Linked DNA regions of Mus musculus: region 1 is linked to region 2. Evidence: chromatin contacts called from public Hi-C data. All regions are on one chromosome and are shown on one strand. Each heading gives the region's core, a stretch centred on a gene start, on an enhancer-like site or on the middle of the called end of the contact. The rest is flanking DNA. Distances are from core to core; before and after follow the strand shown. Region 1 overlaps Gm40361 (a long non-coding RNA gene). Region 2 holds the start of Fam110c (family with sequence similarity 110, member C).

The links. A called contact is a pair of places that touch in the nucleus more often than the background predicts.
Region 1: a Hi-C map of embryonic stem cells shows a contact between it and region 2, with 2.0 times the contacts expected there. The contact joins the enhancer-like site here to the promoter of Fam110c in region 2. A contact is called at or near these places in 1 of 15 datasets of contacts at CTCF or cohesin (the NIH/3T3 cell line), 3 of 484 Hi-C or Micro-C datasets (Sertoli cells, brown adipocytes and embryonic stem cells), 1 of 115 datasets of contacts at active chromatin or transcription factors (embryonic stem cells) and 2 of 9 other capture datasets (adipose tissue and liver).

The regions. Positions count from the first base shown.
Region 1 is chr12:31,110,232-31,117,995 of GRCm38.p6, forward strand. It overlaps Gm40361 (a long non-coding RNA gene), which reads right to left. Exons shown (of 4, transcript XR_872642.1): 3 at 3,291-3,386. Among named protein-coding and RNA genes, the nearest start is that of Gm40361, 8.0 kb to the right of the region's middle. Within about 2 kb of position 1,505, at least 1 of the 459 cell types and tissues checked has an H3K27ac peak or open chromatin away from gene starts, as enhancers often do. A contact at or near this core is called in embryonic stem cells, where this site is marked.
Region 2 is chr12:31,068,428-31,075,994 of GRCm38.p6, forward strand. It overlaps Fam110c (family with sequence similarity 110, member C), which reads left to right and starts at 5,541. Exons shown (of 2, transcript NM_027828.2): 1 at 5,541-6,895. The coding sequence starts at 5,614. The coding sequence ends at 6,879.

The DNA.
Region 1 (7,764 bases), core at 255-2,754, 38 kb after region 2:
CTTTGGTTTCTCCATCTATGGTAATTGAGAGTTTGGCCGGGTATAGTAGCCTGGGCTGGCATTTATGTTCTCTTAGTGTCTGTATAACATCTGTCCAGGCTCTTCTGGCTTTCATAGTCTCTGGTGAAAAGTCTGGTGTAATTCTGATAGGTCTGCCTTTATATGTTACTTGACCTTTCTCCCTTACTGCTTTTAATATTCTATCTTTATTTAGTGCATTTGTTGTTCTGATTATTATGTGTCGGGAGGAATTTCTTTTCTGGTCCAGTCTATTTGGAGTTCTGTAGGCTTCTTGTATGTTCATGGGCATGTCATTCTTTAGGTTTGGGAAGTTTTCTTCTATAATTTTGTTGAAGATATTTGCTAGTCCTTTAAGTTGAAAATCTTCATTCTCATCTACTCCTATTATCTGTAGGTTTGGTCTTCTCATTGTGTCCTGGATTTCCTGGATGTTTTGAGTTAGGATCTTTTTGTGTTTTGTATTATCTTTGATTGTTGTGCCGATGTTCTCTATGGAATCTTCTGCACCTGAGATTCTCTCTCCTATCTCTTGTATTCTGTTGCTGATGCTCGAGTCTATGGTTCCAGATTTCTTTCCTAGGGTTTCTATCTCCAGCGTTGCCTCACTTTGAGTTTTCTTTATTGTGTCTACTTCCCTTTTTAGGTCTAGTATGGTTTTGTTCATTTCCATCACCTGTTTGGATGTGTTTTCCTGTTTTTCTATAAGGACTTCTACCTGTTTGGTTGTGTTTTCCTGCTTTTCTTTAAGGACTTGTAACTCTTTAGCAGTGTTCTCCTGTATTTCTTTAAGTGAGTTATTAAAGTTCTTCTTGATGTCCTCTACCATCGTCATGAGATATGCTTTTAAATCCGGGTCTAGCTTTTCGGTTGTGTTGGGGTGCCCAGGACTAGGTGGTGTGGGAGTGCTGCGTTCTGATGATGGTGAGTGGTCTTGATTTCTGTTAGTAGGATTCTTACGTTTGCCTTTCGGCATCTGGTAATCTCTAGAGCTGTGCAGGATACACTCGGTGGGGTCGTGGAACTAAGATGTCTGTGCAGGGTACACTTGGCAGGGTCCCGGAACTAAGATGTCTGCTGCCAATGCTCAGGCAAAGCGTTCCTGTGCCGGGCAGGTCCCTATCCTCTGGCCAGGAAAATGGTCACCTGCCTGTACAGGATACACTCGGCGGGGTCCCGGAACCAAGATGTCTGCTGCTGATGCTCAGGCAAAATGCTCCCATGCCAGGCAGATCCCTATCCTCTGGCCGGGAAAATGGCCAGCTGTCTGTGCAGGATACACTCGGCGGGGTCCCGGAACCGAGATGTCTGCTGCTGATGCTCAGGCAAAGCACTCCCGTGCCGGGCAGATCCCAATCCTCAGAATTCTTAAGATCTCGTGGCTGGTGTTGTGAGTATCTGGCGGTAGTCAGCCAACTGTACGCCCTAGCTACCCTGGTGCTGCTCGGACCGAAAGGGGCTTGTGCCCCTACTCAGACCGGGTTTTTGCTTCCCTGACTAATTCAGTCTCAGGTCCCGCACGATTGGATTGGAGCAGATGCTGTGTTCCACTCACCAGAAGTCTTAAGATCGCTTGGCGGGTGTTGTGGGTAGCTGGCGGGAGTCAGATGACTGTGCGCCCTAGCTACCCGGTGCTGCTCGGCGGAATGAACTTTTTTTTAGCACACAAACAAAGTAAGAAATTAAAGACTTTCATAGAAAAAGTTGCTTCTTTAATCATAAAAGGTAGAATAAGACTATGTCAATTGTCAGGAACAAATCCAGTAGAAATTGTAGCACTATATATTAATGCTGAGATTATGTCATTGTGGGTGATCAAAGAACATGGCATACTGTAATATAAAGCACATTACAGGTACACCACACACCCCTATGCAGTCCAATTGCACCTTAGAGGAAATGCTTATAAAAGTTAAAGGGAGCATAAAGACCCCAGGGACAGACAAAATAATGCTCTGCTCACTTTGAATTTTCTGAATGTTAATGAGAAAGGAAGAACAGCAGCTGAGAGACACTGGATTATAGAGAAAAAAAAAACCTGTGGAATGAAATCAGCCCATATACTATAACGATATGTTAACATCAGAACGGAAACCAGCAAAGGTGTTCCATTGGGAATGTAGATTTGTTTATATTTCCTCAGGAAATGAAAAGCTGTGGATATCATCAAAACTGATAAAACTGAACTGAGCAGGAAAGGCCTCCTGAAAAAACTTGGCCACTGACCCGAAAAGCACTTATTTCATTGAAAACGTCTCTGTTTCTAATTTCTCCGCTACAACCCAATTAATGGCTTGATACAGAAGCAGGGGCGGGGCGGAATGTAGTGACAATTCTGGAATTTTGGTTTCTTGAAAAAAAAAACAAATATTATAAGAATATGTTTTCATTTTAATCCCAGCTGTGGGAGTCTGGGGATGTTGTCTACAGCAGCTGGCTGTGACCTGTTCCTCCTCTCCCAGAGCTGAATACATAGCGAGCTGCAGATAGCTTCCGTGATTGCGTGACATTTGGAATCCTGGGAACTTGTCAGAGCGTACACAAATGACAGGGCCCTGAGAGGCAGGGCTGGTCGCTGATGGTCTTTCGGGGGCTGGGAGGGGGAGTATTTGTAGTTTGTTAGTAGTCATGCACAAAGAAGAAACAAGAAGAAAGAAATTATACTCACAGATCTTTCTCTCATACACATCTATCCATCTTTCTCTCCTTTCTAGAGAGAGAGTGTGAAACTGGGGGGATAATGGGTGGGAGAAGGAAGAACCCAGAAAGTAGCAAAAACCAGCTGTAGTTTTCGTTTGAAGAACAAGGACAATGCAACACTGGCAACACGGCTTTACCAGTTTGTTTGGTGTTTTGGTTTCCGCCTGTGCCAGGCATTCCCTTCCCACACACCTGTCAAGCACAGCATAGACTCTGCAGTATGATGTTATTTACTGTTTTAGCAAGTGACCTGCCCCTGGACATTTTGATCATTTATCTTACCAGCATTTCACACTGACTACCCTTGAAGCTGAGATTGTGTGTACATAACTGTATTCCCAAAGCGCAGTTTTAGAAGTACATTTTTGGAGCAAGCCTGCATTTTAACTCAGTTCATCTGAATGCAGATCTCAGTCCTTCTGATAGTGGACATCGCAATCACTGGAAGAAGCCAACAGGGGAAGGTAGTTTAGGCAAATCTGAAGGTTAAAGTGTGAGAGAAAGCTACACCATTTGTTGGTCCAAAGCTTCTGAGTCCACAGAAATCATGACTCGGAGTGCATGGGACTGACCTAGGCCCTCTGCACATATGCTATAGTTGCGTAGCTTGGTCTTCATGTGGGACTCCTCTCAGCAGGAGTAGGGCTGTTTCTGACTCTCGGGAAGATCTGAAAGGAGAAGAAGGAGGGGAAACTGAGATCAGAAGTAAAATTGTTTTTTAACTAATTAAAATAGTTGTCAAAAAACTTTGTTCCTCATTTTATCTTTCTCATATAAAAATGTTTCTAATGATGATGTGTATACACTGCTGGCATTGATTAGTTAATGAATAACATCACTTTTTTAAATTCCTTTTCAAGATTTATTTATTTTGTATAAGTGAGTACACTGTCGCTGTCCTCAGACACACCAGAAGAGGGCATCAGATCCTGTTACAGATGGTTGCAAGCCACCATGTGGTTGCTAGGAATTGAACTCAGGACCTCTGGAAAAGCAGTCAGTGCTCTTAACCGCTGAACCATCTCTCCAGCACCAACATCACATTCTTTAAGCTTTGATTACATCACCAATGTCACTGCAGTAATTGTGTATAATTGTGTGAATAAAGATTTCAGAAGAGCCAGGCGGTGGTGGCGCACACCTTTAATCCCAGCACTTGGGAGGCAGAGACAGGCGGATTTCTGAGTTCGAGGCCAACCTGGTCCACAAAGTGAGTTCCAGGACAGCCAGGGCTATACAGAGAAACCCTGTCTCGAAAAACAAACAAACAAACAAAAAAAAAAAAAAAAACAAATCAAAAACAAAAAAGATTTCAGAAGAAATATTCTATAGGCTGTATAGACTCAACTTCATTCATAAATATGTCAATTTTGAGTTTCTAAATTATTAATGCTCACTGGAAGAATATGAATAATTTTATGAAATGCCATGCTAAATATGGATTTTGTTTTTCATTCCATTTCGTATGAGTTTCTGGCTGTCTCTGTCTTTTAGATCTTTCAAAGTATTGTAAGGTTACTATATAAGATATTGTCTCACATGCACACACTATGTTGGAGGAGGCAGTGGTATGTTGCAATACATTAATTTAGAAACTTATGCAGTATAGCAAAATAATAAACACTGAGGAAACAAAGCCCTCCCGCTCAACTACATGAACCAAGGCTGTGAAATAACAGTGATCGTAAGGCTGGAAACACCCAGTTTTTAAGGGAGTCGAAACTGCAATTGAGGTAGGTTTCAAGCTCATGAAAAGCTGATACTCAGAATACTATATATTAACTTTTATGATGAAATGGAACCTCCATCTCAGCTATGAGGAAAGTGGTTTCTGTAGGGAACATTGTCTACAACGGACCAACAATGTGAACCAACCAAACTTATGTATAATGTATAGAGGAAAGATGGGTGAAAAGTTTAATTACTAACTTGAGGTGAAGAAGCATTTTTTCATTTAGCTTATCTACTTCACAATACTATGGAAAGGCTGGAATGTCCTCTGAGACGTGTGTATTTGCCTGTCTCATTGGTAAATCTCATTTTCCGGGCAGAGTAGAGTCAAAGCAACAGGTACCCATGGGCTAGCCCTGGCTGAAGTTTGCTCCCAAGTCCCAGATCACATCTCTCACTGCATCAGACTGAGGAATATAAGTAACATTAAATATGGGATACTAAATGCTCAGCTTTTTATCAAAGCACAAGTAAACAGTAATTTAGAATACAGGACATTAATTAAGTTCTACATTCATAAATATAGGTATTTGCTCTGGTATTCCATGTTTCTGGCATGGCCTTGGGTTTCTATTGTAATGAGAAAGCAACATGCCAATAGCACCTTGTGGTCAGAAGGGCTGATTTCACCTTAGACTCTTCCACATCACCGTTTATCACCAAACAAAGGCTGGACAGGGGTGGAGGTGGTGGAGGTGGAGGTGGTGGTGGTGGTTGTGGTTGATATAAGACTCAAAACCACTCCAGTGAACCCCTTGGGCCACTGTGTCATTTATGCACCTAAAGACAATTGTTGTCCCTTGAGAGCTCTTGGGGGAAATGTTCCAACTTTCACACATGGTGCAAGATCCTTAGGGAAATTTCATAAGGGATCGGACTGACTTTCTGGTCCGGAACGACATGGTTCACTTGGAGGTGCTTCAGAAGTTATCAGGTTCTGGGTCCTTTATCAAACAAACAAAACAACAACAACAACAAAACCAATTGCTCTTGCCCCGTCCGTGATGGTCCATTCCACCAACCAGGACCTCCTCCTTCTCAGCCTCTGTCAATTTGTCTTTCAACATGGCTGCTTGGTGAGAGAGTTCGGACACACATACATATTACAAATATGTCATCCGCTTCCGTTCTTCTGTCTCCAAGATGTATAGCCTTGCAAACAGCCCGAAACAGCAATTATCCAGTCTATCACCCGCCCCTTAGTCACAGGCCCCTGGTTCTAGCACTGCACCCAGGAGACCTGCCTTGCCTTCTCAGAGTTATTTAGATAACACGCTATGACGGTGAATCGGAGTTGTCATACAGAGTTGAGCGTTCCTCCCACAGAGGGCATGCAGGCTGCTGCTCTCTCCTTTCTGTGTCCTCCTTTCTGTGTCCTCACTGTGGCCCTGATTAACAAACCTCAGCCTCACTCTACATCATGGCACGGCTCCGTGGCAACAGGGACTGTGAAACCATAAGCATGACCTCAGAAAGATCTGGTAGTCATAAACCAGTATAAACCATTTTGTTTGGGTGATTTAGTGGCTTTGAGATGAGAGGAGTCCAGGAACTCAGGGATTCTCACCCACAGAATGAATGGTTCCCACTTGAGATGTTTCTACCGATGACCACCAGAGGGCGCCCGTGCTTTATCCTGCACAAAAGAAACGCTAGAGAAAGCCACCTGTGGACATTGTCCAAATCAGTTTAGATAATCAAAAGGTGACCTGGGGGTACAGAAAATGATCGCCCACTGCTACGAGGGCAATGGGATTGCAGCTCTCCCTAGTGAGTTCTCAACTTCCAGGGAGGAAGTATGAGCTATGTGAGCCTTTTACATAGTTGTTCTCTGGATTGGAGCTGGGTGCCCCAATGGCTTCAATCTGCCTGGGTTGTTGCCCCAATCCACTGGCCATGTTTGTGAGGTGCGTGTGCATGTGCGTGTGTGTGTGAGAGACAGAGACAGAAACAGAGAGAGACAGAGACAGAGAGTCAGAGAGAGACCCTTAAAATGGCTTCACCCGCTCTTTATTCAAAGATAATATTTTTGTCTGCCACCAGAGGTCTGATGTTTGTTATTGAATAGAACACACACAAAAGTAGTTTAAACACCACCCACGGCTCTTATGATTCTCTTAGAAGGGGAGAGAAGATCGGAGAGTATTAATGTAGTGTTTGTATGAACCCTTCCTTCTCTCTGGCCTGAGGCCCTGTTACCATTCCTATTTGTTTCCTTAGTGAGACAAGGAAGAGGCAGATCTTTCCACTTTAATCTTGTGGGTCCTAGTGACAAAACAAAATAATCTGAGAACTTTCTAAAGCCAGGAAGAAACAAAAGCAAAACCAGGTGTGAGCCGTACTCCCACGGGGCCTGGGGTCCAGTGTGTGAAGGCAGGGATAATGAGATGACCACCTTAGAGGGCTCTCAGAGGCATGGCAAATGTGGTGCCAGAAGCTCTTGCCCTTTCCCCTACCCCCTTCCCTCTCCTTGCTAAACTGTTAGATTGATTCCCTTACTCAGGCACCTCCACATTCCTGAAGCTAGGCACCAAGGTCTTTCATTTGGCCATTATCCTATGCCTGACCCATTCCTGGGGCTGATCACCAAGGTCCTATCATGTCACCAGCACCACAAGGGCAGAAGGAAGTTCACTAGGACTCAGACTCCTCTGAGCCAGTAAGGCCAACACTCTCCAAATATACATCCAAGGCCCATGGGAAGATAGATGAGCCACCAGGGCCCAGGGTATATTTTATAATGGAAACCAACTTAGCTCCTTTAAACCTTGGACAACTGTGGCCACAATTAACATTCATTACCAGCTGGCTCCCCTAAACCTATTGGCTGTCCAGTTATCCTCAGACATAAAATCTTATACTCCCTCTTACAAGACATAACTAAACCCAAACCTCCCCCTTTGATACACACATACTCATGGCCAAACCCTCACTTGGGTTGAGATCATCCAACAAACTCTTTTCCTTCTCAATGGGATCCTTCCTTTAACATCTCCCACTGCTTTCTCTGTGCCTATCTGCAACACCCTCCCTGAGCCACAGTCCCTCTTACCAGTCATGTCTCACTTGTCAACCACCCATTACCAACTGCTTGTCCCTAGCCATCCAAGCTCCCTTGGGAACCAAAGGTGGATTCTCTCAACCTCTCCATACCGACCCCCAAAATTTGTTACCCAGCATCCCTTTCACCATTTAACAAAGGCCTCCATGGCCATCCACATTCTCAAAGTGTCTCAGTTTCAAGCCTACCTGGGCACCCCACGGAAGGCTATGCTGGTGTAACGGGAGTCTTTGTGATTGTATTTTCCCCAGTGC
Region 2 (7,567 bases), core at 4,291-6,790:
GTTGACAACTAAGAATAACCATCACACATCCATCCCTTATCAACTTGACACACAATCTTATCTCCTTCTGTCATGCTTAAATCCTAAATGAAAATAGTAGCCAGATCATAATTATTCCTAATACAATGTAACTATACCATGTACAACCACAAATATATTCATGTTTAATCAGGTCATAATTATGTCAAACATGATAGAACTATCCCTTCCTTGAACAAGCAAAAACACACTATAAATTTAGACTGGGTGGCAATGTCCCTTGAAGGACATTGTAACTACCTCCCTCTATTATCCATTCTGTCTTTTCTTCACCTCAGCAAGCACCTCATCAGATTTCTTTTCCTAGATGAGTGACCCATACTCTCATGCCTGAAGTATCTGTTTCATTTGTCAACCTGCTTGGATTAGGTTGTTGTAGTTTCCTGTTGACTTCAGTCACAGGACATAGTAGCAAGAGATACCCTAAAGCAGCAGTTCTCAACCCATGAGTCAAAACCCCTTTGGAGGAATGGGTCATTTGAAAGACCACCAGAAAATACAGATATTTTCACTACAATTTATAACAACATTAGTAAAATTAAGGTTGTAAAGTAGCAATGAAATAATTTTATGGTCTTGAGTCAGCACAAGATGGAAAAACTGTATTAAAGGGTCACAGCTAACACTTAGCTCATGATGGGCAGTTCAGGTCTTGGGTTAACTTGCTGTTCCATTGCGAAATGTTCAGTTTCCACTAAAGTCCAATTGCAGGTCAAGAGCTATCTCTCAAAGGGAGAATATTTGTCTGCAGATTATGGTAAAATTCTGCTCCAAAATTCCAAGGTTTTCTTTTTTGAGTCACCTATGGCAGACTGCCATAGGCTCCAAATAGCATCTCTATCTTCCAGAGATGACTCAAGTACCATCAGGTCTGCTGGATCATATGGTCTAAGTTGTAGAGCTGCCTGGACCTGTTGAAGAGCTTTTCTCCCATTCTGAGCTCTACTCAAAGCTAGCAGTTTTCAAAGTAACTTGGTTTGTGGGCAGAAATTACACACCCAAGTGAGGAATATTCCGTCTCCAGAATCCAAATAGGCCCAGTAAATTGTGCTTCTTTCTTGGTGGAGGGAGGGACCAGATGCAATAACGTATTCTTCACCTTAGAAGAAAGATCTCAGCATGCCCACACCATTAGACTCCTAAGAATTTCACTGAGGTAGAAGGCCCTTGAATTTTTGCTTGATTTATTTCCCATCGTCTAATGTACATACATGCTACCAACAAGTCTAAAATTTTTGCTACCTCCTGCTCACTTGGTCCAATCAGCATGATGTCATCAATACTGTGTACCGATATGATGTTTTGTATATACAGTGCTGGAGAGTTAATATATCCTTGAGGTAAAACTCTAAAGGTACACTGCTGGCTTTGTCTACAGATTGTTTCTGGTGGTCCTTATGGACAGGTACCCAGAAAAGATCAGACCAATAGCTGCCTACCATGTACCAGGAGATGTGTTAATCTGCTCAGGTAAGGACACCACACCTTGTACAGTAGCTAATGCATTCGGAATATATTACTATATATCACATGTGCTTTCTTATTATTATGTGTTGATTATTTTTTCCTATTACATTTTCAAATTGTAAATGATCTGATTTTAGTATTTCTTGTTCATTCTAATAACTTCATGTAGCTCACTGTCTTAGTCAGGGTTTCTATTCCTGCACAAACATCATGACCAACAAGCAAGTTGGAGAGGAAAAGGTTTATTTAGCTTACATTTCCAAATTGTTGTTCATCACCAAAAGACGTCGGGACTGGAACTCAAGCAGGTCAGGAAGCAGGAGCTGATGCAGAGGCCATGGAGGGATGTTCTTTACTGGCTTGCCTCCCCTGGCTTGTTCAGCTTGCTTTCTTGGAACCCAAGACTACCAACCGAGGGATGGCACCACCCACAAGAGGCCCTCCCTGCTTGATCACTAATTGAGAAAATGCCCCACAGCTGGATCTCATGGAGGCATTTCCTCAACTGAAGCTCCTTTCTCTGTGATAACTCCAGCTTGTGTCAAGTTGACACACAAAACCTGCCAGGACACTCACCTTAGAGGATTTTGCAGAGCCAATTAGGTTGTTTATAATGAGGGCAAGTTTGCCCTTCTCTGAAGTACTTAGACTCTGCAATTCTTTCAAGCCTTTTCCTAACTGGGTGGCATATTCGATGCCTTTTACCAGTGCATTACATATGTGAATTGTATATTATAATTTTATAACTATTATTTATTATAATGTGATTCCTTACACTGTTAATATGTGTATAAAATGTTTTCTAAACCCCATCATTAAGTGTTGCTGATGCAGAATGTAGGAGTAGAGAATCTTTATCAGAAAACATAGGCAGTTCTCTTCTGTTCCCATTTTCTTGGAACATTTGACTTGGAACGTTGGAAAATGTGGACTTGATAATGTGTACCTTGAACAAATAAATGAAGATGCCTCCTCTGTTTCTTCCTTCCATTAATAATTATGATTATGCTATAATACCAATGGTTAAGTATTTAACTCTTGTGACTATATTAACTGTTAAAAGACATTGACCATTTCACTGAGAGCATTCCTCTTCTATCTGGGATATCTAGACAGTCTAATTAATAAAATTTTGTTTTATGACTTATACTATAAAAACCTGCAACATTGAAATAAGAACTGACTTGAAGCAGATGATGTTAGCACTCAATGGTGCGACATTACAGCATGTCACTGGCATCTAACTGCTCCACTATACTGTACTCGTAAGAGATGGGAAAAGTACATTGTCACAGTGTTATTACAAAAAGTCATGACCTTACAGACTCCTGAAGCATCTCAGGACCCAGGCTCTATGCTGAACAGTGCTTCTAAATTTGTGCTATTTAAAATTCTTTGCTTATTCCATGGCTATTTCCCAATCTAAGAGCTGGGGGAAGCTAACTGTAAATGGTTGCAAAATGTTCCATTAATGATGCATGTATGGTGCCAGCCTCCCGACACTGCACGCATGTCCAGTCCAGCTTTTTGTCTACAGCGACTATTCAACTGCTCTCAACGCCTCCCTAGGATAAGACGGTTATAAGGGCATTAACTCATTCCTTTGCAACTAGGGCTTTTGAGGTGAATACTAGGGAAGGAAATGAGTTCAAAGTTGATACTCCTAGTTGAGCAATAAGAATAGTTTACTGAGACAATTCTGTCAGTTTAATTTCAGCTCCAATATTCCAGTAAATTACATTGAAATATGGAAAATGATGAGTAAATATGATTAATTTTGTTCTAATAACAATGTGTTGAAATAATTCTAGAGAGAGTAACTGAATGTGTTCAAGTTTATACATGGATTCAGTAAACATACTGGAAAGGAAAATAGTTGACTAACTCATAACCACTATTATAAAAATAATAATTACTAACACCTATTGAAAACTTGCTCTGTGCCCAATGTAAATCTTTTTTTTTAACTTGGCCCAGGAAATGGCACTATTAGTAGGTGTGTCTTGTTGGAGGAAGTATATCACTTTGAGCATGAGCCTTGAGACCCTTCTCCTAACTCTCTGGAAGCCAGTCTTCTCCTATTCGCCTTCAGAACAAGATGTAGAACTCTCAGCTCCTCTAGACCATGCCTGTCTGGGTGCTGCCATGCTTCCTGCCAAGATAATGGACTGAACCTCAGAACCTGTAAGCCAGGACCTATTAAATGTTGTCCTTTGTAAGAGTAGGTTTGAACATGGTGTCTCTTCTCAGTAATGGAAACCCTAACTAAGACACCATCTCACTAACTGGAAAGCCAGCAGATGAACACAGTGAGCAGTACTTTACACGATCAATAGTTTGTGTTTCAGCTTCTTCAGGAAGCTGAGCACAGACCTAGCCTCTACCCCTCTATCTGCTATATCATAGTTCTCAGACCTTCTGAATCAGAATGGACACTGGAAACATGGAAACAGGATTAACAGATGACAAAACAAAGACCCAAGAAGAAAGGTTGGCTACCTTTCCAAAAATAAGTGATTAGTGATGGTGATGCCAAGTTCAGACATAAGAAGGGCATAGGTGCTTACAGTCCCTTCATAGCTGCCTTTGCCAGGAGTCACAACAAGGATTCCCTCAAGTGGGAGGGCTGCTTCCTCTGACATAGATGCCAGACGTGGTGTGTAGGCCTTCTTGACTCCATGGGAGAAAGTAACCCATTCTAGGTACTCATTCTCTGGGTCTTCTGTCTTATATTCTCTTTATTTCTCTCTGACCCTCATAAGTTATTGAGTACCGACCCAATTTCCAACAAGGAAAAAAAAAAGGTATCTCATTTCCTCATTTCCAACCAGACTATGTGGACAGTCTGACTTTCTGACTTTCGGCTGACTTGGGTCCCCACGTGGTTCTCCCGTGGCTCACTAAACACACTTGCTATGCGCCTCTCTTTTTAGGAAGGCTTCTCTACCCCTCCTGTGGTACAATGGCACTCAAAGCTCTTTTCCAGAAAGAATTGGACTAAACCCTGCAACTGTATGTCCAGAGCATTTAACTGCAGCTTGGACTGGTCAGCACGACCCAAGACCCAAGACCGCCCCCACAAAGGAGATAACGTGAGCATTTCACTTGTCTGGCAGATACTTTCAGTCTTCTGTCCAACTCTATGATCGATGGAATTTTGGAAATATCTTCTTAAGCTTTCTACAATCTTGGGCTGATTTCCCTTGTTGGCAAGCCCTAGGTTTTCTAATCACCAGGGTTGATTCTTACAGGTGTTAGGGTTTTTCTTAATAATAATAACAACAACAATATGGTAATGAGACTTGTGGCACCAGCCAATGACTTGTGGATTTAAGTCGGGTCTCAGGTGGTTCTTGGGTTCTGTCAGCCCACACTAATCTTGACATGGTAAATGTTTTCTTTCGTACCCTATTTCCTCCAAATCGTACAAAAAAAACTACAGAAATAAAACGGAAAATTTCCAAATGTAATGAGGTCACTTTAAGAATTAAAAGGACATATTGTTTGTGTGTATGTGTAAAGGTGGATGCGGGGGGGCTGGGCGGAGCGCTTCTTTCTGACCCTTATCTCTGGACTCTTGAGCCCCCAGTAAAGAAAGACCTCAAAGACTCTGAAAGCTAGAAGGAAGCCTGAGATGCCTGGCGCTGAGCAAGCAGGCTTGGTCCCTCGCAGCCTCACCTTGTGAAACTTCCCCACCTTCCAGAAGAGGGAGTGTGGGGTCGGGGGACGGTAAGACAGAGGAGAAGATTTGCGAGTATTGGCTGGAGACAAGGGATGTTTGGATGTAGTAAGTAGGAAACAAGAGATAGGGCACCTGACAGGAGGCTGGGGGTGGGGTTGTGGGTTCGTGCCCGGGAAACCAAAAGGTAAGGGGCGGGGACAGCAGGTGTAGGAGGTTCAAGTCCTGGGTGGGAGGAGCCAGCTGGCGCCGGAATGATTCACCTTTCCCAGCCACTCTGGCTCGCCCCAACTCCGGATCTGGGCGGAGGGGCCGTAGGGCGTGTTTCCCCACCCCTTGCGGACTTCGGAACGGACTCGGGCAGGGTGGCGCCGGAACTTAAGTAGTCTCTACTGGACACCAGCCTGGTGGGTTCGAGTCCTGCAAGAATGCGCGCCCTGCCGACCCTGGACTCGCTTGCTAGAATGCGGCCACCTCTCGGGGACCCCAGGGCAGCGGAGGACACTCTCACCCCGCGGCCAGCGAACAAGAGCGCTGTGGAGAGACTGGCAGCGGACCGCGCCAAGTATGTTCGCAGCACGCTGGGATCTAGCCGGGGTCCTGTATCTGAACACAGGGTCCCTGAGGCCCCAGGGGTGCAGCACCGCAACCCGATCCCTTCGGCTCTTGCCCCAGCTCCTGTAGCACGCAGGGCTATCGCTCGAAAGCCTCTGAGACCTGATTCGTTGGTCATCTATCGGCAGAAATGTGAATTCGTACGAGGGTCAGATGCAGACTGTTCCAGAGTGGGACTGATGAAGAAGTTTTTCCAGGGGTCTGGCAAGGACAAAATGGCAGTGGCCCCTGAGACGACCAGGGTGGCGGATGAGGATAAGACGACGAAGGAAACAGAGGCCACTTGGACTAAGTCGAGCCAGGCAGCAGCCGCCAGACCAGCCTCTATGTTACCACCTCCAACCCCTGTTGTAGCCGTGAAGTCCCCAGCTGAGAAGACCAGGGTGGCGAATGAAGATAAGACGACGAAGGAAACAGAGGCCACTTGGACTAAGTCGAGCCAGGCAGCAGCCGCCAGACCAGCCTCTATGTTACCACCTCCAACCCCTGTTGTAGCCGTGAAGTCCCCAGCTGAGAAGACCAGGGTGGCGAATGAAGATAAGACGACGAAGGAAACAGAGGCCACTTGGACTAAGTCGAGCCAGGCAGCAGCCACCAGACCAGCCTCTATGTTACCACCTCCAACCCCTGTAGTAGCTGTGAAGTCCCCAGCCTTGCCTTTTGAAGTGGCTCCCAGGGTTCCTGTCGGATGCTCCGGTGTGCAGCTGCGGGTGTCGCGTAGCAAAGGATTGCAGCGCTCTCAGTCAGATCTCAGCTCCCGCTACTCGATAGCCAAGGCTGAGTCCGACACCTTCTTCAAGTATTGTGGCCTGGACCCTGACGTAGTGGAGGCTCTCGGGAGGGAGAACTTTTCTGCTGGATCCGACTGTGTTACACTCAAAGTGCGTAGCGTGAGCATGGCTGCTTCTGATAGTAGCTTTTCCAGGCACAGCGAGGACGGGTTGCAAGAAGAGGAACTCCTGGAGCAGGTGCCTAGCACCACCTCGGTAGTAGAAAGGAACGCCCGTATCATAAAGTGGCTGTTTACCTGCAAGAAGGCCAAAGAAACCCCCAGCCAGAAATTACAGGGACCTGCCTGATTGACATCTGATCCAGGTGAGTGCCAGGAAGCTGGAAGGTGGGGTTTGTGTTTATGCGTGCTGCTGGCTAAGCTGGGTGCTGGCCAATCGCAGCTCATGGTTAATGTATAGCTCCTACGGAATGAAGGCACCCATGTGCCCTCCTAGTGTTGAATCTGAGTGCCCGGAAAGGTCATTAAGTTAACTCTCTCCCTGCCGCCTTATTGTAGTTAAAATGGAAGAAACCTGAAGTACAAAAATACTTCCTGGCTGCAGTTTTACACTGCGGCCATTTCCCGTTTTGAAAGTAGGTAGCTTCTGAGCTTTAGGCCGCTACGCACCTGGACTGTCTCCTGCTGGGTCTTCCTGATGTCCTCAGGACATCCTTGGCCCCTGGTACGCCCTGATGTCTCACTTTCAGCAGTAAGAAACACTCCAGGCGCTCTCCTTCCTCAGGCTTTGAAGTGTTGAGACCTTAATATTTCTTTAGTATGAAAATAGCTGCATTTGAATTGTTTTGACTGAAGGCTCTGATCTAGACTGCATTCCAGTGTAAACTGCTGTGACTGTGTTTGTTTGTTTGTTTGTTTGTTTGTTTTTCCACTGGCGATAGTACACAGTATAAGCACCTGGTCCAGGATTTAACCATAGACTCCTCTATCCTCAGCCTGTAATAAAGAGGGAAGGCTGCCCACCCTCCCTCCTTCTA